Linked DNA regions of Mus musculus: all the other regions are linked to region 1. Evidence: chromatin contacts called from public promoter capture Hi-C data. All regions are on one chromosome and are shown on one strand. Each heading gives the region's core, a stretch centred on a gene start, on an enhancer-like site or on the middle of the called end of the contact. The rest is flanking DNA. Distances are from core to core; before and after follow the strand shown. Region 1 holds the start of Strbp (spermatid perinuclear RNA binding protein). Region 2 holds the start of Nr6a1 (nuclear receptor subfamily 6, group A, member 1). Region 3 overlaps Nr6a1 (nuclear receptor subfamily 6, group A, member 1).

Evidence for each region. Promoter capture Hi-C pulls out the DNA fragments that hold promoters and counts their contacts. Capture Hi-C pulls out chosen DNA fragments and counts their contacts.
Region 2: a contact with region 1 is called in a promoter capture Hi-C map of adipose tissue, with 5 times the contacts expected there. The contact joins the promoter of Nr6a1 here to the promoter of Strbp in region 1. A contact is called at or near these places in 1 of 39 promoter capture datasets (neural stem cells) and 2 of 9 other capture datasets (adipose tissue and liver).
Region 3: a promoter capture Hi-C map of liver shows a contact between it and region 1, with 3 times the contacts expected there. The contact joins the enhancer-like site here to the promoter of Strbp in region 1. A contact is called at or near these places in 5 of 39 promoter capture datasets (the C10 cell line, cranial neural crest, liver and 2 more), 1 of 484 Hi-C or Micro-C datasets (muscle stem cells) and 1 of 115 datasets of contacts at active chromatin or transcription factors (astrocytes).

Annotation. Positions count from the first base shown.
Region 1 is chr2:37,701,844-37,704,846 of GRCm38.p6, forward strand. It overlaps Strbp (spermatid perinuclear RNA binding protein), which reads right to left and starts at 1,502. Exons shown (of 18, transcript NM_001379315.1): 1 at 1,349-1,502.
Region 2 is chr2:38,924,938-38,927,940 of GRCm38.p6, forward strand. It overlaps Nr6a1 (nuclear receptor subfamily 6, group A, member 1), which reads right to left and starts at 1,524. Exons shown (of 11, transcript NM_010264.4): 1 at 1,181-1,524. The coding sequence starts at 1,280.
Region 3 is chr2:38,822,645-38,825,647 of GRCm38.p6, forward strand. The region is part of intron 3 of Nr6a1 (nuclear receptor subfamily 6, group A, member 1); the gene reads right to left. It overlaps Nr6a1os (a long non-coding RNA gene), which reads left to right. Exons shown (of 7, transcript XR_866167.2): 1 at 1-925. Among named protein-coding and RNA genes, the nearest start is that of Nr6a1os, 8.2 kb to the left of the region's middle. Within about 2 kb of position 1,412, at least 311 of the 459 cell types and tissues checked have an H3K27ac peak or open chromatin away from gene starts, as enhancers often do. A contact at or near this core is called in astrocytes, liver, muscle stem cells and 2 more, where this site is marked.

The sequences.
Region 1 (3,003 bases), core at 252-2,751:
CACACCTCCTGCCCTGGGAATATTTCCATTTACACACACACACACCTTACCTACCACTCCCATATTTCCTCTCCCTCCCTTCTGCTCACCACCCCACTCTCCATCCTGCCACACACCCCATCCCTTTCCAGGGTGCTCCCAACCTCAAGGTTTCCTCTTCTGCTGGTGCCCACTAGAATTTCTCACACAAACACCCTCCGCTTCACTCACTTCTGCTGCCCTTTTACTGCTACACACACCTCCTGCCTTGACATCTCTCTCCACCCAACCTAAAACCTCCACATAACCTCCTTATCCCCATTTCTCTCCCAAAGCCCTCAAACTCAGTACCTGTGTAAACCACTCCTCCTCCCACTTGCTCTATCCTCCTCTACCCTGAATACAGAACCAAGCCATTTTCCCCAAGCCTGTCAACCCCTTCCTGTCTCCTTCCATACTTCCCAGCCAGATACTCACTAGGGAACTCCTGACGTCCTGGGCGCACACACACAGACAGACATCTCCTGCCTGAATACCCTCAATTTCAACCGCCACCATTTGAGAGAACCCCCTCCTCTGACACTCCTTCCCTCCATCTTTTGGGGCTCAGCCTGCTCGCCACACTCCCAGCTACGGACCCCTCCTCCGCCATTTCCCTTCAGGCGTCCGGTGGCCTTCCCGCTGCCTGCCCCATTCTCTGCCCCTCACAAGCAGCGCTAACCAGGGCATCTGCTCCTTCCATTTCTGCCTAGAGGTGCCCATCTTGTCCCTCCCTCCACCACCTCACTTGCCCCTGCCCGCCCCAAATCCCCCTACACACCCATCCGAATCCCCAAACGGAACGTCCTCCTTCCCTCTCGAGCCCGACCTAGGCCCCCATGGGTCCCCCAGGCGTGCCCTTGAGGCCCTGGTCACCGTGGGGCCGGGTCCCTCAACGCTCCCTTACACCCAAATCTGCCCACACCCTGTGCCCGCCCCCCGAGCCTCTCCCCAGCTCTTGCCCGCAACGTCCTCCAGCACCTGCCCCGAGTCCGGAACCCTCCCACCTCCCCAGAGCTGGCGCCCCGCACGCTGCCCACGCCCTCGGGAGGTTCAGGGCCGGGACCCGCGACCCCGACCCCGAAAGCAAGCAAGGCGACCCGCAGTCCTGACGCGGACCGGCCGGGTACCGCGGCGGCGACCACAAAGCTCAAGCCGCGGGGCTGGGATTGCGCCGCGCTCCTCGCCTCAGCAGCCGCCGCCGCTGCTAAGGACGCACAACAAACAATGCGGGGCCCGGGCAGCCTCCGCCAACTGCCTCAACCGCCGCCTCAACCGCCGCCCGCCCGGGACGGCCCGCCGCGCAGGCGCCGGCCCCGCCGCAGCCTACCCGCGCCGCCGCGCTCCGCCCGCGTCCGCTCCCCGCTCCCGCTCCGCCGCCGCCGCCACCTCGTCCGCCCGCGTCTCCGGCTCCTCAGCACAGCGGCGGCGGCTGCGGCGGCTGCTGCCTTGGTGGCGCTCGCGGATCCGAGCTCGGCTTCGGCAGCGACCGCGGCGGCGGCGGCAAGCACGTGACGCCGCCGAGCACGCCCATTGGCCGATCCAGGGGGCGGGGCCCGCGGCTGCTGGGGAACGGAAAGCCCGCCCCATCGCCCTCCGCGCGCCCCCTGCACGCGCGCTCTGCCGCACCTGAGAGCTCCGGCCAGCGCCCGCCGCCGCCGCGCCGCGCTGTCGCCTGCGTCAACTGCGCACCTGGGAGCGCGCAGGGCGCTCAGGCCCGCGGCCGCCGCCTGCACCTGCGAGACCGCTTACGTAAACTGCGTCCCGCCCACCTCGCGGCGCCTAGCCCGGGCCGCAAACCGTACCTGAGCCCCGCTGTGCCTGCGGCGGTAAGCGTTGCTGGGCGGAGGCCAACTGCTGAAAAGAGCTAAGCGCGCATTAACTTCGTAACTGCAGGTTCTGAGAGCTGCTCCCGGCCGCAATGAGAGCCGGCTTCCCCAGGTTCTGCGTCCCGGTGCGGGATGCTTCTCCAGCTCCAGCCTCGGCCTTTACGCTAACGGAGTAAGCGCCGCAATGCCTCCCGGGTGGAGGAGGGGCAGGCAGTACCTTGGCTGAGTAAGAGACTCCGATCCCTCCTTGATTCGCTCCCCCTCCCACTTGCCGGTTGTGTGACCTTGGCCAAGTTACCGAACCGCTCGAGCTTCAGTTTCCACTTCACAAAAACTAAAACTGTAATTCCTATTTAAGAGCCGTTGAGCAGATGGCATAAAACAATAGATATGAATTTTCCTGGCACATAGCAAGCACTGAACAAAAATCAAAATCTCCTCTCCCTACTCCACCCTTAATGGCCCGGGAAATCCTTTCCCTCCTTATTTCCCTCCTTAGGTCTGGAGTAGTCTAGCTAAACACCTACCCACTTTGTTCCAACGGTGGTACTGGGAAAGAAATAAAAGGTTCAAGTTTTATTTTACAGCTCTACGTTGGCATCTTCTTAGTGCCTAGCATTCTCCCAGGGGGTTCAGCCCATGCTTAGTGTGTGTTGCATGCTCCACACTCGGCAGGGTGCTAGAATGCACTGAAGAATAAGTCAAGGTCCTTAGCCTAAAGCAAACCTAGCAAAGAACCCCACTTAATTTGAGCAGACAGTAGGGGACTGACCTCCCACACTCCCCCTGGTAGGTCCCCTTCTCATCTTGCTCCTGTACCAGACTCAAATATTAACAGCTCTGGACTGGAAATGATTCTCAATAATACTTGCCTGACATGGACAAAGTCCAGGGTTGCATCCACAGCACTACCAAAATATATGACCTCAGTACTTCATTCACAGAATATGTTAATACTTAGAGTTAAAAAGCTTTGAGTATGGCCTTCAACTTCAGGACATACACACTTCCCATTGCCCCTCCTTGACACTTCATTAACAACAAAGCTGTCCTTTCCTAGCTATCCCCAGGTCTGTAACATATCCCTGAAGTCTATGCTAAGCCCCAGATCACTATGTCTGATTGGCACCTCATTCTAGCCTTCTGGAAACCTGGT
Region 2 (3,003 bases), core at 274-2,773, 1.2 Mb after region 1:
CTTCTGTGCGTCCCCACTCATTCACCAGAATCTCGGGGACCTATTTTCAGGTTGCTTTCCCCACACCTGCCAGGTCACTGTCCTGATTGAGAAACTTCTTGCCAAAGCAATTAATTTTTAGTGCCTCCTAACTGTCCCCAGTGTTTGCATTCAATCTGAAATCTGTTACTTGTTAGACACTGTTCGGGTCCTAGATCTTCCAGAGAATTGCGCGTTTATGGCGCAGAGAGGGGAGGAGGCAGGGATCTCTGAGAGCCTGCCCTTTATTCGGAAATGAGGAGATGTGAAAGGTGGAAGGCAGGGCAAATAAATAAATAAATCGGGTTTGCCGCGGGAGCGTTGGCCTGCCGCAACGAGCACCCTTTGTAATGCAGGCCTCCCGGGGCTATCGCCTGCGCTAATTGCTCCAGGGCGCTTTCCAAGTTCAAAAGTTCACCTTTTACGACCTCACAAAAGCTCCTTACACTTTACCAATAAAAACATTCCGCCGCAAACACCGAGGGGGGGGGATATCAAACAGAAACAAATAAAACATTGAGCCAGGGAGGGAGCGAGAGCCAGCCCGGAGGAACCTGAGGACTGGGCTGGGAACAAGGGGACGCAAGCGGCCGGGCCAGGTGAGGAATTCTCAGCACCCCGGAAGAGATAGGCTGGGCGGCGCGGGAAGCGTCCGGCAAACGCCGGGAAAAGGCAGGTGTCCCGGTGCCCCAGGATCCCGCTGGAGACCTGAGCCAGCAGAAAGTCGTCGCCTAGAAGAATGAGTCTGAGTAAAGGAAGGCCAGGGGACAGGAGTGAGCACCGAGGTCCGAGAAGGACCATTACCGGTCTGCCCAGAGGCGGAGGCTCACGGGCTGGGAGGAAGCTCGGGACAGTGGAGGAGGAAAACGCTCCAGGATAGGTGCAGGGCGCAAAGGTGTGGAGTCTGCGAGCTCCCTGGTGAAGGAAGAGAGGGTGCTCCGTGCACCAGGGCCTCCTGGGGGAGGAGAAAGGGTTGGCGCAGAGGGGACGGGGGGAGGGGAGGGTCCGAGCAGAGGGGACCGGGGACCCTGCCTGGAGAGTGCGAGCCCAGGGTGGAGTCCTCACTGAGGAGCTGCCCGGCATCCCGGAGCTAGAGTCAGCTTAGAGAAAGAGGGGGTCGCGGGCGTTGGCACCGCCCGGGCTCAGAAGGCCCCTTACCCACCGTTGCGCGGCGGCGGAGGGAGCGCGGCGGGCGGCTCCAGGAACCCCGCCGAGCCCCCGCCGCCTCCCCCTCCGCTAGGTGGCCGTTCGTCCCGCTCCATGCGGCGGTGCTCAGGGCCCTCTCGGGCTTCGCTGCTCCGCCATGACTTGCGCCTTCGTAGTCGTCGTCCTGGTCTTCCACGGGGGGAGGGGGCTGTCAGGGGCCGGCAGGCTCTCGGCCGCCGCACTCTCTGGGCCCCTGAGCCGCCCGGCTCCGCGCCCCTCCGCGCCGCGCCCCCTCAGCACTGGCCAGCTCCCTCCTCTGACGTCACGCGCCGCTGCCACGCACATGCCCGTGAGGAATTCTGGGAAATGTAGTCCTCCCAACGAGGCTGCCCACACGGGACTCTACCAAATAAAGGGGTGATGGAAAAAAAACAGGAAGACCTAAGTAGGGAGAACCCAAACCTATCACTATTACAAACTCTAATAAAATTTCTAATATATTAATATAATAAACGGCTATGTCAGAGTTTTCTCTCTATTGTAACTTATTCGTGATCATAGTGCTCTATGATTCCAACTATTTCCCCACACTAATAATGAGCCTTTCCAAGGAGGCGTATCCACCGGGAACCGGGTGAGCACGTGCAACCAAGCCCAGCCCTGTGGGGGAAGGCCCCAGGGGGCGGGGTGTGTAGGTACTCATGAGGGCTTTCCTCCCGGGCTGAGCGACAAATTGGACCAGAGATTAAAGGACCCGAGTTTAACCCGAGGTGACTGCGTTCGTATGCAAATAGAATCTATACAACTCTGCTTTCCGGAGAAGTGTTTAAAGCCCCTTTACCTCCGGGTGGGCGGGAAAGATTAAAGTTTCTCTTCCTCCTCTTTCATTCCCCGCACCCTGCCCATAGAACAGATGGACAAACTAAGATCACTTCCACTGATGCCACCAAAGAAAACTTGAGACCCCTGACTCCTTGTGTCTTAAAGAGTTCTGTTTTAAGAATGTCCCTTTCCCGGAGTGTTCCCCTTCCCACTCCTGTTCAGTATACCTGTCTCAAAAATGAGAGGTGTAATAAGAATCGGATCCAGTGATAAGAGACCAACTCTCACATACACGCTATCGCCTCAGTTTACAGAAGTTCCCACCAAATAAAATCCTGGATTTTCTCCCCTTCCTCCTCCAGGGCCCACCTCCCGCTGCCACCAGGTGGCGCGCGGCCATGGGGCTCTCAGGATTAGGGGTGGTGGTGATTTTCAGAAATGCCCCGCGCGCGTTCTCTCTCTCTCTCTCTCTCTCTCTCTCTCTCTCTCTCTCTCTCTCTCTCTCTCTCTCTCTCTCACACACACACACACACACACACACACTACACAACCCGCGCACACACACACACACACACACACACACACACTATACAACACACACACCTCCCTTAGGAAAAGACTTATTAAGTTTCAGTCTAGAACTTAAATGCTATCTAGCTTACTATAAATCAAAGAACTCTGGTGCTTTGCTGGGCTTTCCTCTAATGGGCCGTATCGAAGCGGTTTCATTCTGTCACTTCATTCTGCCCCATGTGCCCCTGGAATCCTCTGGCTCTTGTGAGTCATTCTTTACTTAATTGTTTAGAAGTCTTTACTTGGCTTATGAAATCTAACCTGTTCCGATTCCTGCCCACGTTGCTCCCATGCCTCTTCCCTTACCTGCTATTGAGAAGGCTCTGCCAAGCCTTCCTGCACTTTCCATTATCAATATTAATTGGCCTGGTCCATCCTTAGTCTGTGCCAGCAGCTGTTATGAGAGATTGACACTAATGCTGTGTGGTTTAAAGCTCCCACACC
Region 3 (3,003 bases), core at 162-2,661, 1.1 Mb after region 1:
ATAATTTAGATCTATAAAACTTCCCTCTTCCCTCCTTCCTTCCTATATACTATGCTACTATGTAGCTAAATTTGGCCTAAAACTCACAATCTTTCCTACTTCTGCCTCTCAAATGCTAGACTTACTACAGGAACACACCATTTCTGCTTCAAACACCACTTTTATAATTACCTTATCAAACTGCAAAATCAGGTCCATGGTCTGGAGAGGAAGCTGGCTAAATCAAACAATTAGTTTAGTTACAGCACAATTTATCAACAATAGGCTGGCTTAGAACTGTGGCATCAGCTGCATTATTGTATTTTAGAAAGACTAGTTCCCCCGACATGTATATAAGGTGTAAGCAACTACTCCGTGGGTCATGCCATCAAACAAAAGCAACACCTACAAAGTCTCTCTCAGTGACTAGAAGCAGCCAGACACTCAAACTGCCAGTCCTGAATTATGGCCTCTGAATGGTGAGGGCTTCACATTTCACCGATCAGGGCACAGCCCAATCAGAAGACAAACCCCTGCCCTGGCGGGGACCAGCAAATCCGCTTTCTTCCAGTGTGCACATGACTGAATGTGCTTCTGTCCATCATCTGGGTCATATATAGTTCAATGCGAGCTAAGCAGACAGGGCTGCAAGGAAACCTGGTGCGGTTCAATACCTTGTCTAGCCTGGGCTCCAGGATCTTTTTTTTTTTTTTTTTTTTAAACTGACAAACTCATTTTTCTACTGGGACAGGATGCTGTGCTGGCTGAAGTTCCATTTCTACAGCAAGAATCCTATCTGGAAGCACAGAAGTTGTCCTCTAGCCACAGCAGCTCCAACTTTTTTGTTGTTGCTGCTTTCTTCTATCACCCCCTTCCCCTTTTGACAAAGATCCAACTGTAGAAAGTCTTACGTAACAGTTCAGGACTACTTCGGTTCTTTTACCGGGTAAGCACTTTCATTTTTTTTCCAGCTAAAAACCATTTTAAAATTGCATCTGTTGAGAGGCTTTGACTAAAACCTTTTCAGTAATTTGTGTAGTGAAATGCTGTCACTGATTTTTTCGGCTCATTTCTGCACGTGCTCCTTTGTTCTCGGAACAGAAGCTTTATACGCTCCCCATAACGCAGCTGCAGAGTTATTAAGTCAGTTATTATAAGGAACACAAAGGTTGCTTTGCATTCTTTGCCTTTAGGTAATTAATTTTCTATTTGTTTTTCTTAAAACAATATTTAAATAAGGCAGAAATTAACAAAAGAATAAACTGTTAGAAAATTTAGCAAAGTTTGAAGTTTTTACCACCTTTTCTATCCGTAGTTTTGCATGGCCAAACACTTGTGCCGCCTGGGGCGTTGGGGGTAAAGGCAAGCATAGACAGAGAGGAACTAAGCCAGACATGGACAAAGGCATGAGCCAAAACCAGACAGTCCTGGCCGTTCGATAGGCCAGCAGCGGGTGAGACAGGTCAGCCAGCTGCGGAGGTGGGAGGGGGGAAAGGGGGCATGGATGTGTGAGGTGCTCATGCGTGCAATCGTGACTAGATTCTGAAACTGCCAGCCATTTTCCAAGCTATGCTTTGTATAATCTAAAGGAATGTGTGTCCCCTGAAGCAGTCTTAGCAGAGCCATGGAAAGAAAGGAGCACAAGAGACACCAGCAGCACACAGAATCAGAAAATACTGGGAACTTGAGTGGGCAAGAGGGAATGCAGTGTGTGGAAATTTTTTAGTGATCTGGAATGTGTTGAGTGACAGGAAGTGCCCCAAGCAACCCCCCCTCCACTCTTCTCAGTCTCGCCTGCTTTTGTCTAACTCTTGTAATCTACACACTACTGCTTACAAAGCTGTCTGAGTTTAAGACAAAAAGAAACATAAAAGGCTCTCTCTCCATTTCATAGTACCTGTGAGAGAGGAGAAATGTAAACGCAATCCTATCGAGATTTTCTTTTTCAGGTATATTGAAGATACTTAAAATAACTGTTTATAGATAAATGAGAATTGTAAATTATAGTACCATTTTAAACCTATAATTAAAAAAGATTAACCAATTCTGGTATAACTTAGGTGGGTTCCTAATTTGAAGGCAACTTGTTTTCTTTGATTTTTATGTTACATGTGAAGCTCGATTTTCTTTGTATAGATGTGGGCTTTGGGGAAAATATTTGAAGTAATAAGAAAGTACTTTTTAAAAAGGGCGGGGATGGTTTCCCTTTGTGGGGTGGAAAGCAGTTTAAAGGACTAGTTCCTTGAGAAAAGCAGCTGTCTCTTACTTTTGTTTATGTGCAATCAAGTAACTTTATAATATAAAAAATGCTAGAAAAAACTTTTCAGACAATATAACATTATTCTAAGTGGAAAAAAAAAAACACACACCTAATCTGGCATGTTTCCCAAAGTTCAGGAACACTTAAAAAAACCAGTTAAATAATTTAACACCTAGCCCAACTTAGGAAATGGAGAATTAAGCATGTGTCAGACGCTTCTTTCTAATGGTTTAGCTCCTACCGCAGAGTGTTACTGGGCAGCCTAGGAGTTAATCTTGCCTAGCGTGGCTCTGAGCTCTCATGCCGAGCAGACGTTATTCACATGACGATTCGAAAAGTCCATTCATGTATCTCACTACCTGGATTTGAATAGAAACCAGACAGCAATTCTTTAGTTCCAGCCACATTCGCCCCACTGGACAATAGTGATTTGTTAGCACACAGTCGCAGGCTGGGGAACACAAAGCTCAGAGCTGCAGAAAGATGCAGAATTCAGAGAACAGGAAGTTACAGGCTCCACACACTCCTGGCAGCTCTGAGATTTGAAGAGAATAAAAAAAGGAAAGAAAGAGAAAAGGGCAGCACGGAGATCCGAGATGCCATGGTTAAGGGCTACTCTAGCATTTTAACCACCTCCAGTGCCATAAAAGCTGTATTGTTAAAGTACATAAAGTCACGAGTCCTGTGTGCTCTCTTTTCGCACTACAGAATACTTCATTCAAAGCCCTGGAACAGTCAGCAGTACTAAAGTATCCACGGTGTGC